Linked DNA regions of Mus musculus: all the other regions are linked to region 1. The links are chromatin contacts, called in public Hi-C and promoter capture Hi-C maps. All regions are on one chromosome and are shown on one strand. Each heading gives the region's core, a stretch centred on a gene start, on an enhancer-like site or on the middle of the called end of the contact. The rest is flanking DNA. Distances are from core to core; before and after follow the strand shown.

Region 1 (3,184 bases), core at 398-2,897:
CCAGCCCCGATTAAATGTTGTTCTTACAAGAGTTGTCTTGGTCATGGTGTCTGTTCGCAGCAGTAAAACCCTAACTAAGACACAGGGATCATGTGGCTTCTCCACAGTAGGAAGGAGTCCTGAACAGGCAGACAGACAGACAGCTCTGGGCTCAGGGAGCACTAGGGTAGGCTAAATTGCTCCCTTAGGCCCAGCTCAGGCCCACATGGTTTTCCTTCCTGCACATTCATAGGGCAGAATTGGGCTCTGAGTGCCTCGTACCCATGCTGCCATCTTGGACTCTTTGGGCAGTGGTCTGAGGAGAGAACAGCCTGCCAGAAAGATGGACACAGCTTGGTGTTGATGTGGCAACAAGGCTTTGTCCACAACAACGACAGATGCCATCACAGGACTTAGAGATCTGGTCCTACTCACCAGGAGCATCCAGCTCACGGTCACTGTCAACAGCAAGTTAACAGTGCTCTCTCTCTCTCTCTCTCTCTCTCTCTCTCTCTCTCTCTCACACACACACACACACACACACACTCCACTGTGCAAGGTACCAAGTAGTCCCATACATGCAGATCACAAGGCTCGGCAGGCTCAACCCTACAACTGTGATTTTCTGAGCACCTTTGTGTTCAGGCCCGGGTGAGTGCGGAGAGCCGGCAGACAGAACTTGCCCATGTGGGCTCCATCCTCACAGGGAGTTAGCATTGAGCAAACTTCCACAGGAGTGTGAGGCATGAACGGAGGGAGTGTGGAAGTCAGAGAGAGTGGAGGTCAGCGGCCTGGAACCACACACAGATGGCCCTGAGGAGACTTAGAGAGGCCGGGAGTGCCACAGAAAGCTTAGATGCTCCAGGGTGGAGACAGCAGGGTGGATCCAGGCCCAGGCTAGCTGTCCCGCAGTCCTCTGGCACAGAATAAGAACATCTGGCACATAGACAGGCTGCAGCCTAGCTTTGGCTAAGGGGTGGCCAGCCTGGTCTCATCCTGCACAACTTAGGCTGTACCACACTGACTTTCAGGAGGGAGAATGAGATCATGGCTTGTCCTTTCAAGCCCCTAGAGACCGGATCATCTCTAGAACCATTGAGTGTCCCAAGGATGAGATGGCTAGGTCTGGTGATTCATTCCTGTGGTTCTAGCATGTGGGAAACTGAGGCAGGAGGATTGCCAAGAGCTGAAGATAGACTGAACTACATAGTAAGTCCTAGACCAGCTTGAGCTATAGAATAAGACTCTGCCTTAAGAAAATGTTTTGCCCTTCAGTTACTTGATATGCCAGGATGGGTTGGTACCCGGGGGGGGGTGGGGCTCCCCCTTTGCAGAGGAGAAGGGGAGGGGTGGGGGAGGGGCTGTGTGAGGGGGGTGCCGGGAGGAAGGGAGGTGCAATCAGATTCTAAAGTGAATAAATAAATTAGTGGGGAAAAGCGAGAACATTTTCAAAAGAACAAAACAGCAAGTGCCTACCGGAAAGCTCCACCTGGTGCAGGATGAGGGTAAGGATGAAGCCCCGGAGCAGCAAGATGCAGCCAGCCATGCTAACCCAGAGCCTGGCTGGCCCAGGCAGAGCAAAGTCTGCAAACAGCCAAAGTCCAGGGCCCTGGGAAGCACTGCGGTCAGTGTGTGCCTCAGAACACACAGAGGCTAGCCTAGATGACCCATGGACCCAGAGGCTCGGGGAGGAGGCTCACTCTCATTCCGCTCCTTCCGGATTTACTGTTAGGGAGAGAGAGACGTGGAGGGGATCTCTGCACAGGTGGGCTCATTTCCCCCACAAGGCGCCTTCCTGGGTCCGGGCACAGCAGTGAGTGGGAAGGATGCCACCGCAGGGAATATGTAGTCTTACAGAGGAGAGGCAGGTAGCATTAACAGGGAAGGGAATTTTACAGTGCAAAGTTCCATGATGAAAATGGGCAGGTGAGAGACCTTGGTGAGAGTGCACAGCGGGATCTGAGACATGCAGGAGGAAGCCAGCTGGCGTGTCTGGAGCCAGACGCACAGGGACGCTGGAGTAGGAGGAGACGAAAGTATCGTGAGCAAATGTGTCCTATCAGTGCAGCAGGTGCCTGTATCTTTGGTTGAATGAAGGACAATCACAGGGGCAAAAATCTAATGACACCTATAAGCACAATTATTTATTAAGGTAGAGAGTGAAGAAGACAGAGAGGGCAGCACCCTATCTTCAATGCATACACTGTGGAGTTGTTTTTAAAAAGTTGGATGAGAAACAAATTCAACTGTACCTTTCGTGAGTGACCCAAGCTGGAAATTAATTTTCTAGGATCAAGCAGGTGACGTTCAAGCAGTCTTGAGGTCTCTCTGTGCTGTGTCTTAGGGAAAGGCTGAAGAGATCTGTCTGTGGGGATCCATCCCACGTGAACATTTACACACTGTTAAAAACTAATCTCAAAACCAAGAACAGCCACTTGAGAAGAGGGGTCCAAATCCTTCCCGTCAGCACTCAGGGAACTCTGAGGAAGGAATGCTGGGAAATTTGTAAGAGCCCGAGGTAGACACGAGACAACAAAGAAAGTGGGCCTTCTCAATACAATGGGATGGACACACGTATGGACACAGACACGGGGCAGCGTGCACACATCTATGCCAGACGGCTCCCAGGCTGGGAGGGGAGGTAGACACAAACCCCACTAGGAACCCAGAAGTTCTCTCCAGTTGGCAAGCACTCTCAAAGGAAAAGTTCGTTTTCCCCAATGGAGTCCCACTAGGAAGACAAACCACACTTAAAGGCAGGTCTCATGCCCAGCAGATGGCCAACACAAACCAAGCTCAATGGTATTTTCTCAGGGTTGGTTTGTTTATTTGTTTGACTTTTCATTTTTTTATTTTTATTTTTTTTGTCATCATCTGGGTATGTCTTTCTTACCTCACAGGTCATCTGTTTACACATTATAGCTTCTGACTTTTTTTTCCTTTTTTTTTTCTTTTTGTTTTGGTTTTGGTTTTTTGAGACAGGGTTTCTCTATGTAGCCCTGGCTGTCCTGGAACTCACTCTGTAGACCAGGCTGGCCTCGCAGCTGAATGTGTGGCCTGGACTAAAAGTCGGTCTTCCCCCTCAGAAGATCCAGATTAAAAGTCGGTCTTCTGCGCCCCCACCATGATTCAATCAAGAAAGTGCCCAGACACTAAGGTCTCAGTTTATTTCAGACAGAGTCAGTGATGCCAAGAAGAGCCATCA
Region 2 (3,184 bases), core at 309-2,808, 190 kb before region 1:
AAGATTATATCTAGAACATATTTACCCAACACCACAGGTTTAGGAGATGCATGTAATCTGTTCCACTTCCCAGAGGAGACAGCATACTCCTTGTCTAAGTGACGTAGGTGCTGAGTTGTGGTAGTTTAAATGTTCAGTGCAGTTCATACTTGATGCTCTGTGGGCGCAGAAGTCAACTTCCCAGCTTCTTTTGCTGTGCCTAGCATCCTGTAACAGAAGGGGCTCTGTGAATGTCAGGTAGACAGACTAGTGAGGCAGCCTTATCTTGTGTGTGATTTTGACCGAATAGTGTAGAAGTGGTTTCCAAACATCCACAACAAAGCCTCTCCCAAGAGTCCTTGGACCTCACTCCTTGAGCCAGGTCACACTTGTCCATAAGTTGGTACACCGTAAGTGGGAGCTGGCTCCTGCTGGCTTCTGCTGTTTGTCTGTCTGGATGGGAGCTATGTACCTTCTGGATTTGTGGGACTGCTTCAGACTGAGAGTTGGGCCAGCAGGAAGGGCGTCTTGTTACACACTAAAGTTCTTTCCAATTGTATTCTAAGTCCAAGTGATGCACTGCCAATTCTGGGTGACAGATTTACGTCACAAGAGGGCCAGCAATGTCTGAGGCTGCAAGGTTTGTGCTTGAGACAGGGTATAGGGAGGTGGTTGACCTAGGTCATTTCAAACCAAGAAGCCTGGCTTTATAAAGTGCACCTATCCATCCTCATTATTTAATAATTCCATGAGCAGGCAGTGATGTTTACAACAAGTGAAGTTTGTTTGTATAGACACGCATCACTAAAGGTTAGCACTGGAGCCCCTTACTGGACACTAAGTTGTGAGAGAACACTTTTTCACAGGAGCTGGGAGTTCTCGTTCTTGTAAGGTTTTCTCTCATGTCATGGTTTTAATGGAACTGAGGATCAGACCAAGGGCCTTGTATACATTAGGTAACATTGCTCTGTCGGGTCTACTGCAGCCCACAGCCCTCAATTTTATAATAAGGGATGGGTTTTGTTTGTTTTTTGTTGTTGGTTTTTTTTTTGTTTTGTTTTTTTTGTTTTGTTTTTGAGGCAGGGTTCCTCTGTGTAGCCCTGGCTGTCCTGGAACTCACTCTGTAGACCTGGTTGGCCTCAAACTCAGGGATCCACCTGCCCCTGCCTCCTGAATGCTGAATGCTGAAACTAGAGGCGTGTATCACCACTGCCCAGCCAGAAAAGTTTTCTAAAAGCATAAAACTACAATGGGTGGGCCTCAGTTTTATGCTGAGTGAAAGAGGGCAGACAAGAAGGGGCAAAAGGAGTGTGTCTGTCTGAAGGTAGGGCAGAGCAGATGGTCAAGGAACCGGGATGGAGCAGTATGTTCTCATTGTGGTATGTCGCTCTGCCAGCAGGGGGCACAACTCACCAAGGTGCTGACAGAGTAGCACAGCTCACGGGCTCTGAGCTGGGCTGAGCTGGCTGGGTGTACACTGGTGCCAGCAGACTCCTTTGCTGGAGAGCCAGCGTGTCCCAAACAGCTCCCACGTGGTGAGCTCTGAGCCTTTATCTCATTGGTGCCACCTGCCAAGGCAGGGAAGGAACGCCTGGTCATTTGGAGAGTGCTGGATGGTGATACAATGACCAGTATAAATGTCAGCGGGGCTGGCTAAGGGTGGCCAGGAGAGGACAAAGGCAACCGCAGGGTAAGAGGGGTCACCTTCCAAGATGGAGAAGTTCAAGGCTGCAATGCTGTTGGGGAGTGTTGGAGATGCCCTCGGCTATGGAAACATCTGCAGGGAGAACAGCGTTTTAGGCTCAATCCAGGAGGAGCTGCAAAAGACAGGGGGGCTGGACAGCCTTGTGCTCTCACCTGGGAGGTGGCCAGTGAGCGACAACACCATCATGCACATGGCGACTGCTGAAGCCCTGACCACAGGTAGGACTGACTGGCGTATTCGTGGCTCCAAGTGTGCTGGGGTAGAAAGACAGGCCACCTGGGTTGATAGCAAACCAGTACCAAGAACCCTGAAGGTGGTGTCTTAGAGCCCTGTGTTACCTGACACTGTTGCTGAAGGCAGGGATTTAATATTCCCCCAAGACCTGGAGCCTGAGAGGCAGCGGGCAGGTCATGTTTCTCCTGAGTGTCTTTAGGGGACAGCAGCCCTTGGCAGATAATTAAGCTCCTGGTTCTGAACAGTGTTCGCTTGTCTCTGTGTTAGGTGAGCAACCCTCTAGGAGCTGCTCTGCAGGGCGGGGCAGGGGTGGGGGAGACAAAGCACAGACAGACATAGGTGCACTGCAGAGGCTGAGCATCTTATTCTAAGTCTATAAAGAAGAGCTTGAAATGTGGGCCCACTGAGATAACATTGTTTGGGGGTGGCATCTCCGATCCAAATAATTAAGGTTGAGCTGTCTGTCCGAGCGATCCAGTTTGGGCGTAATTTATGAGTAAATTGTCTAAGGAAGAGTTTTGGACATGGAAGAACAAAGCTTGTTTCCTAAGGAGCTAAAATCAACAAAATGTTACCTGGATTTCAGAGACGCGCCCATATACAAGCGCCGTGTGTCTTTTCTCGACACAGTGTGATGGTAATACCCTGCAGGTCTGGCATGCCATCGTTGCAAAACTGAGGCCTGAGGCCAGCAGTTGAGCCAACAGACCCCACATACGCATTCCCTGCTCTGTCCGTCTGTCGTGAGCACGCCCAGCTTAGTTCTGTGGTCACTGTATAGGAATGCCACCAATGCCGTGTCTCTAAATAGAGCAGACACACATTGATAAGATATGGTGTCACAGCTTGTTGAAAATGGTGAAGCATCTTTCTGAGTGTACCTCATGATGAAACGCAGGTATTTATGGATTCTGTGGTCATTGTATAGGAATATCATCAACTTGCCCCTGAATAACGAGGCAGAAGAAAGCACACTGCTGAGGTGCTTTCACCACACTACGGGGATCGAGATGCTTCGAAAGTATTATGAATTCCAAATCTTTATTTCCTCTCATATTTTGGGGGCATACTTATCTGCTTTTATGGTCGATAGTACAGCTCAGAGCACACCACAGCTCACAACCTCTGGAGAACAGGACTTAAAACTACAGTCAGAAGCCGGGCGTGGTGGCGCACGCCTTTAATCCCAGCACTTGGGAGGCAGAGGCAGGCAGATTTCTGAGTTCAAGGCTAGCCTGGTCTACAGAGTGAGTTCCAGGACAGCCA
Region 3 (3,184 bases), core at 338-2,837, 140 kb before region 1:
TGGAGGAGGAAATGTTCCAGCTCTGTGTGGTCAGACCAAGGGGAAAGTTGTGTATGAAGAGAATGTAGTCCAGTCTGTGGTCTGAGTCACCACTGGGGAAAGGTCAAGGTCAGAGCACTGGCAAGGACACTTGGTGTTAAAACACTGTTCACTGCTGGGCTGAGCTGATCTCTGCACGTTTTTCCCCAGAGGCAGCAAGCACTCTGGGCGACTGTGGGAGCTAGAATTTGGGGTTCTGCTCATGCCAGCACTAAGTTTCATCCAATGTCAACAGAGAAGCTCAAATCTGCAGCTCTAACTGGATTTTCAGGTTCATTTCTTGCTGTATTCTAAAAGAAAGATGGGGCTAGATATGGTGGCATGTGCCTTTATTCCCATTGCTCAGGATGTGTGTGTGTGTGTTAGGCAGGCACAGGTAGATCTCTCTGAGTTCAATACCAGCCTGGTGTTCATAGTGAGTTCCAGACCAACCAGAGCTACACAGTGAGACACTGCCCCCCCCCAATAAAAGAAAGTAAAAAGAATAAAATAAATAAATAAATACAAAATAAAAGAAAGAAAGATGGAGGCACCAAGGCTTTGGTAGAGAATCCTTGTTCAGCAGAGTTTGGTCAAAGCAAGGAGGAGGGAAAGCAATACAAACCTCAGGTTTTCTCATCTGTCTTACAGTAGTCTCAAAACCTAGAGAAAATGAAGTAAAGGGCAGAGCTGCGTATGTAGCCTTGAGAGAGAGACAGAGAGAGGGAGAGAGAGAGAGAGAACCGGTCCCACCGGGTGCTGCCTGTATTCTTGGCGCTGAGGTCAGGATCATTTACAGTGGGGTATCCAAGTGTCCCAGTGGACCAGGCTAAATTCTAATCCCACCCCCACCCCACCCCCGCCGCTTCCTGCTAGGTACTTTGAAGTTTCTAACTAGTTCAAGTGAGTTCCCAAAGTCCAGCTGAGGGTCATTCCAACTACAGTCAGCTGAAGGTGGGTAGCACCTTCTAAACACCACAGAAAAGTGCTTCTGCAACGTCCGATCCGTCCCACCGCTGACCACAGGGCCCGAAGGCGCCAAAGCCCTATGCTTTACCTCGGCACGGTGAGCATTCATAATCCAAACATTCCTCCACAGGTTTCCGAGGGCACCTCGCTAAGAAAGGCAGTCAACTGGTTTCCAAGCCCAGAGTCTGAAATCTCAAGAAACGGACGGCGACAGGGACCACGAAAGAAGCTCGGCACCGCGGCACTGTGACCCTGCAGTAGCGCACACAGCTGGGGCTTCCCTAGGCGAGGAGAGATGGTAAGGCGGCAACTCTTTCCAAGGCTAGACCTCGGGTTCCAAGGTTTGGAGAAGCGAGTACCCTTTGATGGTGGCCCTCAAAAACACCGTATGTTCTCAGCCTCGACAAGCAAGGAAGCAAAGTGGAAAAACAAACAAACAAAAAAACCCTCCTTTTTCAGCATCGGAGCTGGAAGTCCGAAGTCCAAAGTCCAGTCTGCCAGGCACTGAGGCTTGAAGGATATTTAAAATCCTGCAAAGTGGATCCAGGTCTTCTAACCTCGGCATAGGTTTCCATCTCCATGGATTTTCAAATCCCTAGTGCCAGGCTGCAGCAGGTGCACTCGGTTCGGGTCCCTAGGCGCTCCCATCTCCGACACCGCCCCCACCCCAGCCCCGCTCCGTCCACTCTACCCCGCCCCGCCCCCACTGACTCCGCCCCTCGTCCCCACCCCGCCCCCGTCTCGGCCACGCCCCCGCCGGAAGCACTCGCGCGCCCCGGGGCCAGCGGCGCACCGGGGTCCAGCGCTCGGGGCTGCAGAGGTTGTGAGTCCCGCGGTCCCTGGCCCTTCTCCGCATGGATCCCGCAGAGCGCGCGCAGGCGGCGCGAGCTCGGGTGCCCAGGTGGGTGCGGAGGCCGCGCGCGCGGGGTGCTGGGCGCCCTCTCCGGACTGGGTCTGAGCCAGTCGATGCTGCGCGGGGGACGCGCTCTGGTCCACGGAGAGCGAGGGGCATGAGGGGGTGGAGGGGATGGAGGAGGGGAGGAAGAGAGGAAGGGAAGGTGAACTGAGGATGGACGGAGGGGCGGACCGAGGGGTGTCGGGTGTCGGAGCTCTTGGACCCCAGCCGCATCCCCGCAGGCGCGGAAACTTGGTTCGGGGAAACAGGTTCTTTTTGTTTGTAGGATCGATCCGTATGGGTTTGAAAGGCCCGAAGACTTTGACTATGCGGCTTATGAAGAATTCTTTTCCACGTACCTGGTGATACTCACCAAGAGGGCGATCAAATGGTCCAAACTTCTAAAAGGAAACGGTGGTGTCCGGAAAAGCGTGACAGGTGAGAGGCCTGATGCTGGCTGGCATAGCGGCCATTCAAACAAACAGGACTTTCTCCCAAGGGCCAGAACCCCTGTGGCGAGACCCCCAGCGAGACCTCTGGACTGCAGGACCTCCCAGCAGTAGCTGTTACCCTGCAGTAGTTACAGTCCCTATGGCATGACTCCCCAACAGTAGAACCCTGTGAAACCTGTGAGCATGACTCCCCCGCCCCGCAGTAGAGGGATCCCTCTTTAAATGGGACTCCTCAGCAGCAGGATCCCCACCAGCCGGAACTCCCAAAGCCAGACCTACGAACACCATCACTACCCTGCACACGAGCATACACTGCATTTCCATAGGAACTGGACCCCTCTATAGTTGAACCCCACCACCCCCAAGCGCGACTTCTGGGACATCATGAGACCCCCTAGGAGGGTGTGTTTGTGCCACACAGCAGATGGGAGAGCTCCTTACCTGGTTGAATTTTCTCCATGGTCACCACGCCCTCTTAACTGTAGATGGGCAAAGTCCATATTTCCTGGGAAGCCTCGAGAAGGCCTTGTGTTCTGAGGGGGGTTAGAACAGCGCCTATCTCTCAGAGATGGGTAGGGGTGGGGTACCTAGGGCTGGGCTCCTGGAAGTCCAGTTCCAAGACAAACTTTCCTCTTTCTCTGAACAGGAACTACCATGCCTCTCCAAGCGTTTTTTTTTTTTTTTTTTTTCCTTCCCCTATACCATTCTTGATAGTCATTTTTCTTCTCTGTAGAACCAAAGGCCCCTCCCTGCTTGCAGGGCTTTTTGTTTATTTTGCTGTGGAATCCTCATCGCTTCATTGAGATAATAGGGACTTCATATTTGTTAAAGGAGTGCCTGAAGGTGTTTG

Evidence for each region. Promoter capture Hi-C pulls out the DNA fragments that hold promoters and counts their contacts. A called contact is a pair of places that touch in the nucleus more often than the background predicts.
Region 2: a promoter capture Hi-C map of embryonic stem cells shows a contact between it and region 1. The contact joins the promoter of Adprhl1 here to the promoter of Proz in region 1. A contact is called at or near these places in 11 of 39 promoter capture datasets (3T3-L1-derived adipocytes, the C10 cell line, HPC-7-derived erythroid cells and 7 more) and 3 of 9 other capture datasets (embryonic stem cells, liver and pancreatic islet).
Region 3: a contact with region 1 is called in a Hi-C map of liver, with 2.9 times the contacts expected there. The contact joins the promoter of 2810030D12Rik here to the promoter of Proz in region 1. A contact is called at or near these places in 8 of 39 promoter capture datasets (the 3T3-L1 cell line, the C10 cell line, cranial neural crest and 4 more), 1 of 484 Hi-C or Micro-C datasets (liver), 1 of 115 datasets of contacts at active chromatin or transcription factors (embryonic stem cells) and 3 of 9 other capture datasets (adipose tissue, liver and pancreatic islet).

Annotation. Positions count from the first base shown.
Region 1 is chr8:13,059,371-13,062,554 of GRCm38.p6, reverse strand. It overlaps Proz (protein Z, vitamin K-dependent plasma glycoprotein), which reads right to left and starts at 1,647. Exons shown (of 8, transcript NM_025834.4): 1 at 1,456-1,647. The coding sequence starts at 1,525.
Region 2 is chr8:13,252,536-13,255,719 of GRCm38.p6, reverse strand. Adprhl1 (ADP-ribosylhydrolase like 1) reads left to right here and starts at 1,558. Exons shown (of 7, transcript NM_172750.4): 1 at 1,558-1,902. The coding sequence starts at 1,692.
Region 3 is chr8:13,199,185-13,202,368 of GRCm38.p6, reverse strand. 2810030D12Rik (RIKEN cDNA 2810030D12 gene) reads right to left here and starts at 1,587. Exons shown (of 2, transcript NR_166508.1): 1 at 1,076-1,587; 2 at 579-681. It overlaps Grtp1 (GH regulated TBC protein 1), which reads left to right and starts at 1,745. Exons shown (of 8, transcript NM_025768.2): 1 at 1,745-1,888; 2 at 2,169-2,320. The coding sequence starts at 1,842.